Linked DNA regions of Gossypium hirsutum: region 1 is linked to region 2. The links are chromatin contacts, called in public Hi-C maps. All regions are on one chromosome and are shown on one strand. The core of a region is the stretch at or near the end of the contact, and the rest is flanking DNA. Distances in the headings are between cores, read along the strand shown. Region 1 overlaps LOC107952133 (a long non-coding RNA gene). Region 2 holds the start of LOC107891120 (cysteine-tryptophan domain-containing zinc finger protein 7).

Region 1 (3,922 bases), core at 7-2,506, 34 kb before region 2:
GAGACAAAAAAATAGGCATGTGATCAGACTTGATTCTAGGAAAATAAGTCACGGTAAAATTTGGAAATGATGTCAACCAAGCCTTATTCCCAATAGCCCTGTCAAGACGTTTCGAAACTCCACCCCTCTGCCACGTTAAAGGAGCACCTCTGAAACCCAAGTCATTAACCCCAAAAGAATCCATAAAATCTCCAAAAAATGGACATATTTTACCATTGACTTATCCCCCTATTTTCTCATTAGAGGCTAAAATCATATTAAAATCTCCTATAGCCACCCAAGGGGTATCAAAGCAAGGGATATTCATCTTCAAAGCATCCTAAAGCCACCTACGCTTGCGACTGTTAGGACTACCATATACAAAGGCAACAAAAATCGGGTGTTGGAAAATACGTTCATAAACCCGAATCGCAACAAATTGGGGATGACTCCAAATAATATCAACCTGTAACGAGTCCTTCCACCCAACCCAAATTCCTTCATAAAAGCCAATGGCTTCCACTCGATGAGAGCACTAAAACAAAATAATCAAATTAGCTTTGTCATCACTCACTCTAGTTTCTAAAAGGCCAACAATATTTGGCTTATATTCCCGATGGTATTCGGGAAAAATCCTCGAAAACTTTCTACTAGCTTGACAGTTCCATGCAAAAATAAACAAATTCATTAAAGAAAAAAGTAAAAATAAAGGGAGAGTAACGTACTGTAGCTCATGACTAGCATGTGTCTTCCCTGCGTTTCCCATAAATGTTCAAGTTCCCCATCTCAGCCCTGTTAATTTGCGAGTTGAGGAGTTTGGCCATCGAATTCATAGAGTCTGATAGTGGAACCCTTGCACTCCCAAAATTTTTAAAATGTCCCCCGCGTTCACGAATTATCTTACTAATAGCACCATTATTTCGAACATTACCCCTATTAGTTCCTGAACCCCTCACTTTCGAAATCGGTATTCCTCTCTTCCAACCGAAATACCAGCTTCAGTATATTTAGCAATATTTAGTCTATTTTTTTCCTTAAAAGTAATCGCAGAGTGGTTACTAGAATCAAGTAGTTCCTTATTAATTTCTACTACTGATTCCACAGGACCCTCAAAAATAGGATTAATTTGAGCAGTAATGCCCGAATGGAATTAACCTTCCTTTAATTAAAATCAGTCGAAGATGCGTTGTTATTTGGAAGACTCCATGCACTGTATCGACACTGTCCGAATTAAAAGATAGTTCCAAGCCCCTAATTTCTTGATCCGTTAAAACAGGCCCATCACCCTTAATGTTATCGTTATTTCCCATCGCAGCTTTAATATGGCTTACTGGGTCTAACAGTGACCTATTTTGTATACCCAATTCTGCCATCACGAGCCCACGATCCACCTGGCCAGCAGCTTCCTTCAAAAGTTCCAACCCATCCACTAATTGCTTTCCCAAGACGCTAAAGTTATTTGTCGTTTTGGGATTTAACCCAATATTTTCCTTTGCCCTAGAAACACCCTTCTGATTAATCCCTTTCAGAAAGTCTACTTTTTGAAATCTTATCCCCGAAAATTCTGCTTCTATTTCACTAGTTTTGTCCGTTTCAATACAGGCAGATTCCGGCCACCACTCACGGCGATTTTCGTTGCAGGATTTTGGCGACCCCTAGAGTTTCTCCGTGACTTCCTCTCAACAATCATCTAGGGTCAGAACGGCTCCGACGGCTCCACTGCTTTGACTTCCTTCGGTAAGCGTTCCGTCGTTATATTCCTACCCTCGGCTACGTCCTGCGAAAACCCCACATCCACACACATGTCCTTCGAATGACCGGACCTTCCACAGGAGAAACACACGGATGGTAGCGCTTCAAACTCCACCCTTTGCACCGCCCCATTAACCAGAACCTAAGAAACTAAGGGCTTCCTCAAATCGATGCACATGACCATTCTATCAAATTTTCCCCTCGGCCCCTTATCGGTCTGAAAATTGAGCTTAGTGACCTTCCCAATCAAACCCCGGATTTCCTCCAAGATTTGTCGTTTATAAAGAAACCCTGGAAGACCCGGTAATCTGATCGAAACCATAGTGTTGCTAGGGAAAGCTTGAAGAGGGTTAAACTCCGGTGTCCACAGTTGAACAGTGAGATACTAACCAAGGACAATCCATGGTCCCTGTGTAAGCACCCTCTCGTAATCTTCTCTACTATGAAATTTAATCAGAAAATAGCCATTCTCCACATCCATTATGTGAATCTGTTGAGAAGGCTTCTAAAGACTGAATTCTATTATGTAGAATAGAGTATCAAATATTTCGGCCAAGAAGTTTAATGACCACCGTAGTCGCCATATCTCTGAAAAGAAACTGTTCGATCCTCTCAGAAAAATTAATAGCAGGAATACCATCAACTGTCGTTTTGACCACTTCTTCATCTAGAAACTCAAAATCCTCGTCTCTCCTTGGGACAAGAGCCCCTCATCCCAAAACTTTATCCCTCCATGAGATCTCCAGCGCAGGGATCGAGTCCACTACCATATCATTTTCAACAATAGAATCCAAGCCCTTAAAGCGGACTTTTTTAGTGTTCCGATCACCGATCAATTTCTCATCTTCTCCATTCTCAACCAGTAATTTTTTTTTCTTTTCAAATATATTTATAACCATATAATTTAAGTAAGTGTGTATTTTGCAAACGTAAATAATGAAAATTTTGACTGATTATGATTTTATGGATGCAATTAATTTTATATTAAAACGTTAATCTATTATGTATACACCAAAATCTCATAATTGGGTTGTGACAGCAGCAACCCTTAGTGTAGCACAAGTATTTTGATTGATTTATTAACAGAGGTAGTTTTGAAAAATCATGACCTTGTGGGGTTTTTTTTTATCTAGATAAAACAAAAATAAAAAATAAATATCAAAATGGTATGTCGTCCCCATTATCTACTGAAATTATATATTGTGGGTGGTGAAGAGTGAAATTATATATTGTGGGTGGTAAAGAGGCGGCACCACCTTAATTTTTTTTACTATCAAGCTAATTATTGGCCTAAAAAAATAAAGACTTGAGGGTTTGAGATGGGCTACAATAATTTATATGGGTATGAAATACAAAAATTAAGAGTTGAGGGTTTGAGAATATATATGGGTATGAAATACAAAAATTAAGAGTTGAGGGTTTGAGATAGGCTACAATAATCTATTAAGTTAAGCCCTCTTTTTTTTATTCTATCTTTCCTTATTTTTTTATTTTATCGTGTAATAGCACATTTTTCAATGATGACGCAACGTAGTTTCGGGACTATAAATTTTTATCGTGTCGGCCTGTAAATATTATTTATAGAATATTTTTGAATTCATTAAAGTCGTATAAAAATTTAGTTAATAAATTTTAACGTTTAGATAACTAATTAAAAAAAAGATTAATTTATAAAAGGTGCAAAATTTAATAATTATTGCATGTAGATAATTTAATAACTTAACTAATAATGTGGGAGGGCCAATGAAGTAATTTAACCTTGTTAAAGGTTAGTGGACTGAAAAGGAACAAAATTAATTAATTAAAACATATTGGAGGGCAGTTTTGTAATTAAATTAAAATTAAACAAAACAAATTGAAAGAATTAGACATTTCTTCTTCATCTTTCTTTTATCACTTGTCGAAATCACCATTGAAGACCTAGGAAGTTGAAGACCTAGCAGCTCCTTGGCTTTGTATGGTATGGAAATTTGCCAGTTTTCTTATAATTTTTATAATTTTGAGATCGTTACAATTAGGTCTAGTTAAACTGTACTTTCATTTTTGAATCTGTTAAAAATTTTAGAAATTTTCATTGATGAATCTTGGTTTTTTTTTTGTGATAGTTATGTGTTTGAAGCTTCAATTGTGATATTTGGTTGTTTTGTGAAGTAATTTTTATTAGTTTTTGATTTAATGATTAAATTGTTAA
Region 2 (4,065 bases), core at 1,170-3,669:
AATGCCACTCGTTCTTTCAGCCAGAGAATTCTTTTTCTCCATTGACTTTGCTTTCTTATGTCTTGATAGCATTCCATCACACTTTCTAGAATCAGATCTATTCTCTTTCAATTTTTTTTCCTTTACAATCAAGTTAAGTAGATGATCGGGAAGAGGAGATAGTAGCGCCTCCTCCGGTACAGAGAAGGAAGTCATAAGCTACTCAAAAAATCCAGGGATTAAATCTGATCAGTTCCGGACTTGCACATTAGATGTAAGAATATATTTATAAGAAGATTAACAAACAATGGAGGATTTACCCGAAGAATGCTGGTTGGAGATTCAGATAATGGCTCTTGAGACTCCTGATACATCCCTTCACTTTCTGAAGGGCTTTGATCTAAGGACGAAGATGGTGAGACATCAAGGCCAAGACCACTGTAGATTGCAGCATTCTTCTGTGTTGACAAGTCACCTGAACCCATTTTGATTCTCACCTTCAATGTTTTCGGGTCAGACAGACTGGCAGCTTTCTTGCTTGCAAATTCACACCTAAAGGCAAGCTCATCAACATGAGCAGATGTTAAGTTGACCTCTTGTTTAATTGAATCATTCACAGTTGATGTCTTACGAAGGGTTTCAAAATTCGAAGGCAGTCCAGGCATCACAGACTGAGAACCACTTGATGAACATACTGAGTTATGTCGGCCATCCTACATGACAAAACAAAGTAAGCAGCCGGTTTAACTTGGACTTCTCAAATAAACCAAGATCCTGTGAAAGATTCCTTCTTTGTATGAAATAAATTCTATTTCCGAGGAAAATGAGACAAATTGAGAAAACACAACCTCCAATGGCATTTTTGGGGGCGATCTCGGTGCATGCCAGCTCTGAACTTTTGGAGAACCATTCGGATGAGGCCAACCCGGAGAACGTGTATAAGTAGGTAAGAATGACCCATATCCACCAAACTTTGCACCTGTGGCGATAGAAAAAATCACAAAATCATTAATTTGAAATTATGAACCCCAATTTACGGTGACTCTTCACCTCATACAAACCATGATTCTACTTACCCAGATTCTCTGCAGAAACTCCACCTTCAAAATCTTTCTGAAAATGTCCAAGAACATGTTGAATTTTCTCATCCTTCAAATACATGAAGTCATATATCACTAAGGGGTAATGAAAAAATGGAAAGAGACTAAGAATAAGCACCAGACCAGAAATAAGACATTGAGAAAGATCAGCATACATATAGTAGTCCACGAACAGTTAGTAACTAATCCTGTAGAAACAGCAATAACACACAGCAACCATGGAAGCCACCTAATGTGCTTGAATCTTACTCTCCTAATACCTATGAAATTCCCAGAGTTACAGTTAAGACTACCATAACGTTTTCACTAACCTAACTAGTAATCAAAATTCATTAATAATGCCTTCGCAAGTAACCAGATGTCCAACAAATTTCAGACAACTGGAAAAAGAAAGCGCGCACACACAGACACACACTACAACCATTAATACACCCATACACAAAACGGCTTCATCGCTAGACAGAAAACAATTCACTTAAGTTAAATAAAACTCCTAAAAACTAAATTCTCAAGATTCCTCCACATGAACCAAAATAACTAGTAAAATTAGAATAAAAACTGAAATATGAATCCATATGTAATATTTCTAGAAGCAACAGAAGTAAAAAAAGTAAAATCAATTTAAAATTGCAGTTACAGAATTTCAATTGATCAGCAAAAATCTTAACTTTAGATCTAAAACCCAACCAAAAAAACTAAAGTCGACACAATATGATTAAAAATTAATTAAAAACAAAAATGAAAGCAAAGAAAAAAAGAGCCAAATTTTCTTACTATGTAGGAGAGAGAAGATAGATCATTTTCGGTGTCTGTGGTGGCATCATAATCATCGTTATTGTTACTATAAGAGCAAGCCTCTCCTTCTTCAAGCTCAGTCTCTTCCATTTCTCTTCCAGCAAACTTTATCCCTTTCCTCGCATCGTTACTCCCCAACGAAATCATTCAAAAAAATAACAAAAAAAAAGAAAACCTCGCCCAAATATCAAGTTCTCGAACTTAATTTTCTATAATTCCAAGCCCACAGGTTTCTTATACTAATCCTTTTCTACAACCACTAAAACCCACCAAAGAAAAAAGCGGATATTTACCCTGATTTCAATCAAGACCTGAAACACGATCAGGAAGCCAAACAACAAACCAACATTTTTAAATGGTTTAAATTCGAAATCAAATAAATCGATTTTAAAACAAGGATCTCTCAAATTTTTACTGTTTTTAAGAGCTTTTTTGGATTTTAAAAAAAAAAAAATTTCGGTGCGATCTCTTTAACTTGAATCAATTAGCAAGGAAATAGAAAGAGACGAACTCTCTGTGTGGCTTTGGTGTACAGAGCAGCCGCGGTTATTCTTATTTTTTATTATTTATTTGTTTTCTTTTGTTTTTGTTTTTTTTTTTATTTTTTTAAAAGTCCACGTGATTGAAACGGAGAAGGGTAGGAAAGGACTGAAAATTATTTTAAATTTTCTTTTTATCTGAGCGTTATTATATTTTGGACTTCTTCTTTTCCTTTTTTACCTTTTTGGTCCCTCTATGTTTTACGTTTTCATTACGGCGTTGTGTCCGAAAAGTAAACAAATATTAGCTGATTCTTTTTGGCTTAATTTATGATGTAGCCCGTGAAGTATATCTATTTTCTCACTTTAATACTTGAATACCCAAAGGTAGTTTTTAGTCCATTTTCCTAAATTATATTAAAATTTTTTATGGCCATTATGATTCTGCCAACTGTTCTTTTATTTATAAAAATATATAGCTTTTGAGATAAAAATATTACTAAACAATATACTTTTTTAATTTTTCAAAAATGCTTTCCAGAAAAAAAAAATTTGCAAAAGCATTTTTTTTACCAAAAGCAAAAGTATAAAATTTTAACCTTTGCTCAAAAATATTTTTGGTCTAAAATTTCTTCTGAGAAACCATGCTAAACTAAACTCAAGTATAGTTCTTTTTATAAAAAAGCTAACACTCAAGTAAATATTTATTTCTCAAATAAATATTTTTTTAAATTAAAATACATATAAATGTTTTTATTTAAAAAAAAGATCCGAATAGCGAGTAGCGAGTTCCAAATGATAATTTGATGATCAATACAATGAATCAATACCCGTCGACAAGTTAAAAAAATACCTTATATCTAAGTTGATCCGATGGTCAATGTTGGATGCTAGAGAAGAAAGTTATTTGGATTTTGATTTGCAAATCCATAATGTTCAAATTTTGTTTCATGAAAAAAAATTGTAAAAGTGAATAGATTGATGTAAAGGGTGCAAATAAAGTTCATATAACAACGATTTTAATAGTCTAGTGGCTTAAACGAGATCTTTCAAATAATTCAGTGGTCAACTTTTTAAAATTGAGTGACTAAAACGTAAATTTATTTATAGTGTAGTGACCTTGAGTTTAGATTACCTAATTTAAAAATAGACTAAAACCCAATTAAAAAAAAAACTAAATTCCATTTTAACCAAAATATTTGGGATGGAGTCTAGAAAGGTGGCTTTATTTGAGAAAATGTTGAGGAGAAAGAGTTTTGAGTTATTTTGTAGGATTAAGATAGAGTCAGCATTTTAATTCGTTGGAAGGTTGTATAACTTCTTTTAATCTTATAAGTATCTCCACATATACATTTGTCCTAAGCTATGAAATTTTCCATATACACGTGCAATGACTATAAGGAATGATTGTTAAGGATACATAAATGTTTTCTATATTTGATTGGTGGATGAATTGTTCAACTCATCAGTGGTTTGATCAGTTTAATTAATTCGATTAAAAAATTATTAAAAAATAAAATTTTGGTTCAACCAATTCAATTGTCGATTCAATCAATTTTTAAATGATTCAATAGGTTCAATTGATTCGTATCGATTCTCGATCTGATTGGTTTAAAATCACTTTCTAAACCAATTCATTAGCCAGATCCCATTTCAACTAATCTGAGCGACTGATCTAGTCTGGTTCAAACAACACTAGTATAGATAGACTA

The links. Hi-C and Micro-C count contacts between places; a contact is called where the count stands out from the background.
Region 1: a Hi-C map of leaf shows a contact between it and region 2, with 2.4 times the contacts expected there. The contact joins the enhancer-like site here to the promoter of LOC107891120 in region 2. A contact is called at or near these places in 3 of 34 Hi-C or Micro-C datasets (leaf and seedling).

What each region holds. Positions count from the first base shown.
Region 1 is chrA08:16,027,240-16,031,161 of Gossypium_hirsutum_v2.1, reverse strand. LOC107952133 (a long non-coding RNA gene) reads left to right here. Exons shown (of 2, transcript XR_001698792.2): 1 at 1-3,922. Among protein-coding and RNA genes, the nearest start is that of LOC107952133, 5.4 kb to the left of the region's middle. Within about 2 kb of position 1,256, at least 9 of the 9 cell types and tissues checked have an H3K27ac peak or open chromatin away from gene starts, as enhancers often do. A contact at or near this core is called in leaf, where this site is marked.
Region 2 is chrA08:15,993,770-15,997,834 of Gossypium_hirsutum_v2.1, reverse strand. LOC107891120 (cysteine-tryptophan domain-containing zinc finger protein 7) reads right to left here and starts at 2,419. Exons shown (of 14, transcript XM_041075924.1): 1 at 1,854-2,419; 2 at 1,056-1,128; 3 at 828-958; 4 at 300-692; 5 at 1-198. The coding sequence starts at 2,021.